Linked DNA regions of Zea mays: region 2 is linked to region 1. The links are chromatin contacts, called in public Hi-C maps. All regions are on one chromosome and are shown on one strand. Each heading gives the region's core, a stretch centred on a gene start, on an enhancer-like site or on the middle of the called end of the contact. The rest is flanking DNA. Distances are from core to core; before and after follow the strand shown. Region 1 holds the start of LOC100502484 (alpha/beta-Hydrolases superfamily protein). Region 2 holds the start of LOC100282381 (cysteine sulfinate desulfinase/cysteine desulfurase and related enzymes).

The links. A called contact is a pair of places that touch in the nucleus more often than the background predicts.
Region 2: a Hi-C map of ear shows a contact between it and region 1, with 2.2 times the contacts expected there. The contact joins the promoter of LOC100282381 here to the promoter of LOC100502484 in region 1. A contact is called at or near these places in 2 of 25 Hi-C or Micro-C datasets (ear and tassel).

Annotation. Positions count from the first base shown.
Region 1 is chr3:223,718,365-223,723,558 of Zm-B73-REFERENCE-NAM-5.0, reverse strand. LOC100502484 (alpha/beta-Hydrolases superfamily protein) reads left to right here and starts at 1,917. Exons shown (of 2, transcript NM_001196962.2): 1 at 1,917-2,899; 2 at 3,775-5,194. The coding sequence starts at 2,270. The coding sequence ends at 5,178.
Region 2 is chr3:224,323,023-224,328,152 of Zm-B73-REFERENCE-NAM-5.0, reverse strand. LOC100282381 (cysteine sulfinate desulfinase/cysteine desulfurase and related enzymes) reads left to right here and starts at 1,252. Exons shown (of 6, transcript NM_001368949.1): 1 at 1,252-1,595; 2 at 4,409-4,600; 3 at 4,788-4,904; 4 at 5,021-5,130. The coding sequence starts at 1,410.

The DNA.
Region 1 (5,194 bases), core at 668-3,167:
GGCCTGGTCCGTGACGGGTGAAAAAGTGTTAGGAAAAGGATGGACTGGTGAGATGTTAGGAAGGATTGGTAGACGCACGCAGGTTACTGCCACTCTGCCAGGCGTGCGCGCGCCTGGTCAATCTTGGTGAGAGGCCTGAGGCCCTAGCTCGACGGGCCATGCGTATGTCGTGGGGGTGGGCGCGTCATGGTCAACCGTGTCACGATATTTGTGTGCTGCTGGCCTGTTTGTGCGGGCTCGGACGGACTCAAATGCTGTGTTGCCAGGATCTGACCACTAATCAACCATCCATTCCATCCAAGGAAGGGTACGGAAGCTTAACAGCTCAGTTTTTTTTTTGTGACTGCGGACTTCAATAAAGGACCAGTAAAATGCGACTAACTGATAAGAGATTCTGCAACTCAACACCATGTCGACGAGACTCAAAAAAAAAAAAAACTTGATACACAGCGCAGGAGCTGACCGTAGGGCAAGCACTTGGCACGTGGCGGCACGCAGAGCGGCGCCGCAGCCACGCGAGGACAGGGCAACCCATGCTTGCCTGCGGTGTGGCTGCACTCTCGAGTCTCGACTCCCCAGCGTCCGCCAGACCGCCACCGTGCGAGGCATGCAGTCGCACATGTGCCACCGCCCCCGTGGTGCCGACGGGAGGGAGCGAGGGAGGGAGAGGCAGCCAGGCCAGGCAGCGTACCTGCGTACGTACGTAGCGCGGAGCAGCGATCGAGAGTGAATGCGTGCAGATGCAGAGAGCGCTGCCCGCTGGCAGGAGTACACGTCTACACACCAGAGTGATGAGCATGTGATGTGAGTGGCAACTGTTCTCATGCGCACACACACCGCGCCGTCCATCGTCAGATCGTGGTGGTACTCGGTGTGCCAGCCTTATGATGACTGATGAGCATTCATATCGCCATTCAATCCATTTCATTCTACTACCTTACCACACCTGCTGTGGCTCTGGCGTCGTCTGCACTCTGCACACACACACACACACAAGATCGCTCTCCTCGCCATCACCAGCGAGATCTATATAGACACAACAATAGCAGTAGTTCGCTCCAATGTACTCGTCGATCAAACCTTGCACTGCGTAATGCTAATCTTTAGAGAGACGCTCCAATGGCCGGTCTCGACTCCATCCTCTTGCTAATAAAAAGGGGGAAAAAGAAGAAGAAGAAGAAGAAAACTATATATAACCCGTCGTCGTTGATGAATCGGTCGCTGTCGCAATGCTTGTTTTTTTTTTTTTTACTTGGCTGCAACAAGGTTTCCGCATCGTTGGCGTCCACGCAAGGGACGGCGTCTCCGATACCCGCTTCGTGTATCCTGTCCTCGCCCTCGCCCCTCGGTCTCATCAGAATGTCTCAGACAAGCACAAGCTGCGGCGAGGGCAAGCTCGGTAGGTCAGGCTCCTGCGTTGCATTGCATGCGGCTGAAGGTCTTTGCCTTTGTCTTTGTCCGAGCGAAAGAAAATGGAACAGGTCGGTCGAGCTGGAAGTTCGGTAGTGGTAACAGACACAGAAGAACGGGCGTTTGGAGTAACTACCAGCGATTTATTTATTTATTTTTACAGCCATAATACTCCTAGCCTCCTCCTAAGGGACGTAGAGTGCTCACTCCGTCCAAGCAAGACACTCATGCTGCTTCCGCCCCTCTTTCTTTTCGTCTCCTGCGGGCGGCGGAGACACCGATGCCGGACGAACCTGCTGCCATTTTTTATTCTTTTTTCCCTCCCGTCTCCGCCGCCCACCCTCGACCCGCCCCCGCATGCAGGTGCAGCAGCAGCAGGCAGCGCTGTATACTTTTTACTGCTCGCGTAAGGTGCCATGCCAGTGTTCAGTATTCCCGGAAATACCCCTCCGATCTGGTCTCAAATAGCCTGCTGCTGCGGCTGAACAAGTGTCGAAATCCATTGGCCTATTTGTTCACGTCTTCACCGGTCCTCACGCTGTCGTGGCGTCTCCGGCTTCTTGCCCCGTCACCACCCTCGGTTTCCACCTCCGGGCTGCCCTTCCCAAACCGTGCGCTTTTTAAAGCCCGCATAGCCATTTGCTGCAGAATTGCGCCGTGCCCTGCAACACCGCACGGGCTGACCAACCAAACCCGCCCGTCTCTGTTGCTGGTCTGGTCTGGTCTGGTCACCACCAAGAAGCTAACCACCAACGCCCAACATCTCCACCGCGCGGAGGACAGAGGGCCATCTGCCGAATTAAACTCCCCTCTCTCCTCGCGCGCCTCTCTTCTCTGCCTCCAAGATCACAACGCGGACATGGTGGCTACCGTCGCTGCCGCGGGCGCCGCGGCGGCGGCGGCGTCGGGGCGGCGCCGCGGGGCCAGGAGGGAGCCGGCGACCATGCACGCCGGCATCCGGCGCTCGCGCTCCGAGCCGCACCTCCGCTGCCCCCGCCGCGGGGGCGCGGCGGGCGCCGCGCTCACCACCAGCCGCTCCATCGGCGTCTTCCCGTTCCAGTTCGGCGCCGCGCCGCTGCGCCCGCCGCCGCTGCCCGACGGCGGCGGCGACGGCTCCCGCCTCCTCACCGTCGCCGACGACGCCGACCCGCCGGAGCCCTGCCCGGAAATGCCGCCCGCCAGGAGGCCCGAGGCGCACTGGCTCGACCGCCTCCTGGAGGTCCGCTCCCGCTTCCACGACCCGACCTGGCGCGACGTCCTCGACCACGACGACGACGACGACGACGAGGACCTCTACCGCCTCGACGCTGACCACCACCACGACGGCGGGTGCGGCGTCAGCTACGAGGACGACGGCGAGGAGGAGGACGCCAGGTGGGACCGCGACTCCTTCGCCAAGCTGCTGGCGCGGGCCCCGCTCGGAGAGGCGCGGCTGTTCGCGCAGCTGGCCTTCCTCTGTAACATGGCCTACGTCATCCCCGAGATCAAGGTGAGCCATTTGCGCGACCACACACACCTATAGCATAGCATCACAAATTCACAATGATAAACCATGGCCGCCTAGCTCGGGGCTCGTCTGATCTGGACGCCGTCGCTGCCTGGCCTAGCCTGTCCTGAAGGGGAACGAGATCCTCTGACGTGGGGAGGAGCCACTGACGCGTGGGCCCCGCGTGTGACAGGGCCCACGTGCAGTGGCCCAACTGCTCTCTGCAGTACGTCAGAGGCCGAAGGTGAATGCGGTCCCACTGCCACTTGTTGTTTATTTTCCTTTTTTGATTTTTTTTTGGAAGAATTTAGTGGGGCTAGCTCGAAACGATCTGTCCTGACTCGATCACTCGAATAAAGAATTTCGCGGCGACACATTTAGGTAGGACCTTGGCTTTAATTCGCCTCGCAGCATGCTAGCTCGAAAGTCGAAACGATCTGTCCTGGCGCACACATGTATTAGTATTAGGTACACCCTGGCGAGCCCCACCAAGAACAACGTGTGCGCCTATTGCTTCCTATTAGTCCTCGTGAGTTGTGACCATTAGTATTCAAGAATCGATGCGTAGTTTTCTAGAATTATTATGGAGGAAATCTGCACGTAGTTTTCTGCTGTTTCCTCCAGGTAGTTGGCTGGAAAGTTCCATATAGCTGCAAATCGCGGCGAAATTATTGTCTATATTCATTATTGAAAAACAACGTCGTGATGTGATGGCACCATGCTACTTGACTCCTGATATTTTTCGATGGAAAACCTGTTAGTTTTAGACTTTTAGTAGATCGTGAATGCAGCCGATCAGTAGTAATACGTGACAGATATGAAATGCGAAGTACCAGGAGCATTTGATCTCTGAAGAGTGCCCGTTGGTTTGGTTTCAGGTCGAGGAGCTGAAGAGGCACTACGGGTTGCGGTTCGTGACGTCGTCTCTGGAGAAGAAGGCGGAGGCCGGCATCATAAGCGCCAAGCTGGACGCGGACTCCACGCGGCCGCGCACCGCGCCGGCGTACGAGGTGGCTTCCGGCCCACAGCCGCGCCGGCCCATCCGGTCGTCGCACCTGGCCTACGAGGTGGCGGCGTCGGCCGCGTCCTACGTCCACGCGCGCGCGCGCGGCCTGCTCTCGTTCGGCGCGCCGACGCGGCAGCAGCAGCAGGCAGCGGGTCAGGGCAGGCTGTACAACTCGGGCGTGGCCGCGTACATGGCCGCGTCGACGGTGACGGCGGTGGTGGCCGCCGAGGACGAGGCGCGGCAGGAGGCGGCCCGCGACCTGCGGTCGCCGCTGTCGTCGCCGTGCGAGTGGTTCGTGTGCGACGAGGCGGACGCGCGGACGCGGTGCCTCGTCATCCAGGGCTCCGACTCGCTGGCGTCGTGGCAGGCCAACCTCCTGTTCGAGCCCACCGAGTTCGAGGGCACCGGCGTGCTGGTGCACCGGGGCATCTACGAGGCGGCCAAGGGCATCTACGAGCAGGTCATGCCGGAGATCGAGGCGCACCTGCGGGCGCACGCGGGGCGCGCGCCGCCGCGGCTGCGGCTCACGGGCCACTCGCTCGGCGGCAGCCTCGCGGTGCTGGTCAGCCTCATGCTGCTGGCGCGCGGCGTGGTGACGCCCGACGCGCTGCACCCGGTGGTCACGTTCGGGGCGCCGTCCGTGTTCTGCGGCGGGAACCGCGTCCTGGAGGCCCTGGGCGTCGGCGAGGCGCACGTCCGGTCCGTGGCCATGCACCGCGACATCGTGCCCAGGGCCTTCTCGTGCCGCTACCCGGGCCACGCCATCGCGCTGCTCAAGCGCCTCAACGGCGTGCTCCGCACCCACCCGTGCCTCAACACGCACAAGGCGCTGTACACGCCCATGGGCTCCACGTACATCCTGCAGCCCGACAGCAGCGTGTCGCCGCGGCACCCGTTTCTCCCCGAGGGCGCGGCGCTGTTCCGGCTCGACTCGGACGACGCCGGCCTCCGTGGCGGCGCGGAGCGCCCGCCGAGGGCTCTGGTGGCCAGCGCGCTGCGCGCGTTCCTCAACTCGCCGCACCCGCTCGAGACACTGAGCGACCTGTCTGCCTACGGCGCGGGGGGCGCCATACTCCGGGACCACGAGTCCAGCAACTACTTCAGGGCGCTCAGCGCGCTGGCCAGGGCGCCGCCGCGGCGCCGGAAGCAACCGGAGGTCGTGTGGCAGCTGCCCGGCGTCGAGCGGCTGCAGCAGTATTGGTGGCCGGGGATCGCCAGCACCGTCATCCCCGCACCGTTGGCCGTCAGCAAAAAGGAGCTGGTGTCCGAGGCATAGAATTTGTACGCTTCGT
Region 2 (5,130 bases), core at 3-2,502, 610 kb before region 1:
ATGTCACACCAAAGCTGGCTACATGGGGGCTATTCACGCCGCCACTCAGGTAGGCCACGCCGCTATCGTGGATGGAAAGTAGTCTTGTGTACGGGAAAAGTAAAAAAAAAGAAGCTACTATTTTTCATAACCAATGACATGTGAGTAATTTCCATGAATAGTTAAAAGTCAAAGGTAGGTGAAAATAGGGATAAATGTGCTTTTAAATTTGTATTAGTTCTGGTCGTGACTTTTGTCAAGAGACAACTATTTTTTATTGATTTTTAGCTTTTATAAAAACCAAAGCATGTTGAAAAGCTAAACCAAAAAGCCCGAAGAATCCTTCTTAAACAAGAAACTGAACTGTGCACATTATTTTGGTGCCTAGTTCATCGACACTTGGTATGATTTGTTGTTTGGACTACGTTCACAAAATACATCTCTATTTGTAGATGACATATCCTATGACTTAATATTTGTCTTTTTAGATTATAATCTGTCTAGATTATATAATCTAACTTATTCTAAATTAAGAGCCAGTTTAATAACCATATTTTTTTCAAAGGATTTTCATTTTCTTAAGAGAAATTAGTTCATTTTTCCTTGGAAAAAATGGAATCCCTTGTTCCCAAACTAGTCTAAGAGGTTGTTTGTTTGGTATTATAATTTACATAGATTATATAATTCAATTTATTTTGAATTAAGAGTTAGTTTAAAATAAGTTAGATTCTATAATTTGGGAAGATTATAAATTCCAAATAAATATATTCTAAGTTAGTTTAAAATAAGTTAGATTATATAATCTAGACAAATTATAATTCAAAAAAACATGCCCTAAAATATAGGTTTACCGAAAATACACGGAGTGACGATTTTTTTTAAGTTTTTGAGGTATGCTTGCATCACTCATTCAGGTTCATGAGTTGGAACTTTAGCATAAAAAAATCCTAGATCAGAGCTGGATATAATGAGAGCGCTTCGATAATTCATGTACAAACTAGCTCCACCAAACCAAACAAGCATGTACTGTACACGATAAAAAACGTAGAATACCGCGGCAGCCGGCAGAGAGTAGGCAAGCAAAGATGGTGCGCCACCTGTTATCCAAAGGCGTCCAGTCCATCTCCTCCCCACCCGCGCACCAGCACCACAGCAGCCAGCGAGGCCGCCAGAGGAAGCCACCAAACCAGCCAAGTTGCGGCCTCAGCCCAACTGGTACCGTGCCGTGCCGTCTCCTCTCCTCTCTCCTCTCTCATCCCCAGGTCTCAGCCCACCTAGCAATGTTCTCCTCCTCCCCTTCCACATGACCAGCGCCGCGCCGCGCAGCGCAGCCATCCTTGTTCTGTCCCGGGTACGCCGCCACACACATCGCTTCAAGCGCTTCCCTCCGTCCCTCCTCTTTGTGGATTGGAATCGACGCCTGAAAGTGGATGACGATGGCGGGTTCTTGCGCCGCGCCGCCCGTTGCCTGTCTTCCCTCGTTGAGGACGCTGCCGCCAACTCACGTCAGACTTAGCGGCTTCTTGCCCTGTTCCGCGGCCGCGCGGTGTCGCGGCGCCGCCGTGCTGGGATGCGCTCTGGGGGCCAAGAGGCAGACGCCGGGTGTTCTGAACCGGGTACTTGCTTCCTACAGATAAACTTGATTTGTTGTTTGGTCTGCATGATTCGTGGGTTGGACTAGAACCTTTTCTTTTTCTGGCTTTGTTGTTAAACTGTTTCAGTGTTTCTCGATTGCATTGCTACTGTGATGACAATTTTGTCATGTTTATTATTACACCTTCAGAGATCATTCAATAGATGACAGACTATATGGTCACAAATTGAGTATGTATCGGTATCGGTTGTTATCGTAATTCCATGTGTGCCAAAGGATTTAACAGTTATTCTTGTTTTTTCAAGTCCAACCTACACGCATGCTGAATATCAGCAATGTGCAATAACCAAGATTTGTAGTCACATCAAATTGCCATATCTGTCTGCGTCACCGAATTTCCAGTGTTCACACAAAATTCTTATCGTAAAAGCAGTCAAATTTTGATTTGTTTTTTTTTTTTTTTGCGATCAATGGTAATGGTTAGTCCTACTTGTGTTGCTGGTATCTGCTGCTTAGATCATGTGCCTAAAGTTTGGACAGTGCCAATTCACACCTTTCTTGCATGCGAGCTATGCCTGCTAAATCACATAGCAGCTTGGGATCAATACCGACATCAGTTGTTAGGGAACTTTCTGGCTGGAAATGATAAAAATAATACCATACAGAAAGTTAACCATTTTTCACATATATTATGTGGCTACTCTCATTGCATGTCAAAAGTGATCGTGCTATAGCTTTTCTCTAGCATGGCTCAAAAGGTGAACAATGTAGCTCCGAGGATAAAGTAGAGCTCCTGTTTGATTCTCCATTGGAATCATCCTGACCCCATTTATTCAGAATCCAATACTTGGGATTATTGTCAGGTTTGTTATTGTCTTTTATTCAATATTTTCGTAATGCCTCTGGAGAGTTGGGTTTAAAATGGATAGCACATGTATAAATCCACCTAATGAATTTTGGTTGTGCTTTAAATTTTTTTTATTCTCGAACAACGCTGGCTGCCTGCCATTTCATTAAGAAAGGAATAAAGGTACAACAAGAGGGGGTAGACCTCGCCTCAAGCCCTCAACCCAAAAGCAAGTGGTTACAACTCACTCCCTAAACAACACAAAACACGACCCTACCAGCTGCTCAGGCATGCAGCTAAGAAGCCCTGCCGAGCAGCTCCTGGAGCACCTTGTCTCCAGCCATAACCGAAAGCCTACTCTCAGCTTCTACCTCCTGACAGATTACCGACACACTGGGATCCCGACCATCGAACACACAAGCATTCCTATGTTTCCATAAAGACCATACTACCAAAATAGTTAGGGAATTGATCCCTTTCCTTTTCTCTTTAGGCACCCTTCTTACAGCTCTGCTCCACCACACTGAAAAACCAGTGGCGTCATGGTTAGGTGCCAAATCCACCAGACCAACACATAGCAGGATTCTTGTCCAAGTATCCCTGGAGAAAATACACTTCAACATAATATGCTGAATGGTCTCTTGCTCTTGATCACACAGGGGGCAAACACTATGATGTGGCAGCCCATGTTTAAGTAATCTCTCGGCAGTCCAGCACCTGTTCTTGATTGCCAGCTTAGGGGGGGCCCAAGACTTCCAAATCTGTTTCCAAGGTGGGAACTTAATAGATCTAATAAAGAAGGAATTGTAAGCAGACTTGGCTGAGTACTGCCCAGAATTGGAAAGCTTCCAAGTGTGCTGATCAGGCAGTGAGGGCTGCTAAATAATCCCATCCACCAAACCCCAAATCCGTAGATACTCCACTAACACCTGCACTGTGAGAGCTCCCCGGATATTAGAAATCCATCTTCTATTATTTAGAGCTTGCGAAACAGTGCGCTGCCCCCCTAGCCCTTTTAGGGATAAGCTGAATGAGATTAGGGGCTAGCTCAACAACTGTAGAACCATTAATCCACCGATCATCCCAGAATTTAGTATTCTCCCCATTCCCCACCTCTGTAACCACAGCCATAGCAAAAAGAGCATGTGCCATACGAGGCACATGAACCGGTAGCCCTTCCCAGGGCCGAGCATGATCAGTTTTCTGCAACCATAACCAGCGAGTACGTAATGCCCAGCCCATAAATTGGAGGTTGAGGATCCCAAGCCCTCCATACCGCAGCGGCCGATGTACCTTCTCCCAAGAGACAAGACAATTACCCCCATTAGCATTCTGACGACCGGTCCACAAGAAACCACGCTGAAGCTTATCAATAACTCTTATTCCCCGCTTAGGAATGTCCAAAGCCACCATAAGATGCATAGGAATGGCTGTAAGGACAGGACACACCACCACCAGTCGTCCGGCACGATTTAACAAAGAGGCCTTCCATTTTGGGAGATTGGCTGCTATCTTATCAATCAAAGGTAGCAGGTCAGATCTAGTTGGCTTCCTGAGAGTGAGAGATATCCCAAGATATTTACAAGGAAAATCCTTGATTTCACATTCCAATAACTCAGAAAGCAACAACAGATCATCAGAAGAACAATTGATAGGACAAATTGAACTTTTAGACAGATTGGTGTGGAGACCTGATGCATGCCCAAAAAATTTCATCATTTGAGATATGAGCAGAATGTCATTACGTGCTGGCCTGAGGAACATTATCACATCGTCTGCATAGAGAGATATCTGATGTTGCTTTAAATGGTTGCAGCTTCTCTTGTGCTATGGTGTTACTGTAGATACATTATTACTTGATAGCTAATTTTGAATAATTGGTATGGGTTCAACCTTTTTTAAAAAAATCTTTTATTTTCATATACTACAATATATTTGGTTTTCACTAATGATTTACTGCCAGGGCTGTTTTTATTGTGCTCCTATAGTTGCTCTGTGGATACATGCGAAGAGATGGGCATGAAGGAGATGTAAGCTGTCAAGGAAGGGATGGCACTGTTATGTTTGGACCAGACGATGATGGTGTAAAGATTCCTACTCAGGTAGAGACTCTTGTAAAGGGCACTGCAATGGTTGCTGAACCAGAATACAAGGCTAGCCCAGATCTAGATTACCTACAGGTACCTTTTTGTGATCATTTTATACCGAACTGATTTTCCTATTAAAAGTTAACTTTAGTGGTTTTTAAACCTTTTCAAGTTAGTATGATACAATCAGAATTTTGATAATGAATGCTACTTAGCATATATGAGCTTTATGAATTGATTTATCCTATGAACTGATCTCATTTATTTTGTGGTCATGCAGGAGCTGCTGGCTATTCAGCAGCAAGGACCTCGTGCAATAGGTTTCTTTGGAACCCGCAACATGGGATTTATGCATCAACAGCTTATTGAGATCCTCAGCTATGCTATGGTCATAACAGTATGTTCCTATGTGCTGTTGTCATCCATATGATCTCCCTGATTTATATGCCAGTGTGTTTTATATGATCTTATATCCTTCTAGCATTGTTAATAATGTTTGTGTATAATTTGCAGAAAAATCATATATTTACATCTGGTGCTTCTGGAACAAATGCAGCTGTTATCAGGGGTGCTCTAAGAGCTGAAAAACCAGAGCTGCTTACTGTAATTTTACCTCAAAGCCT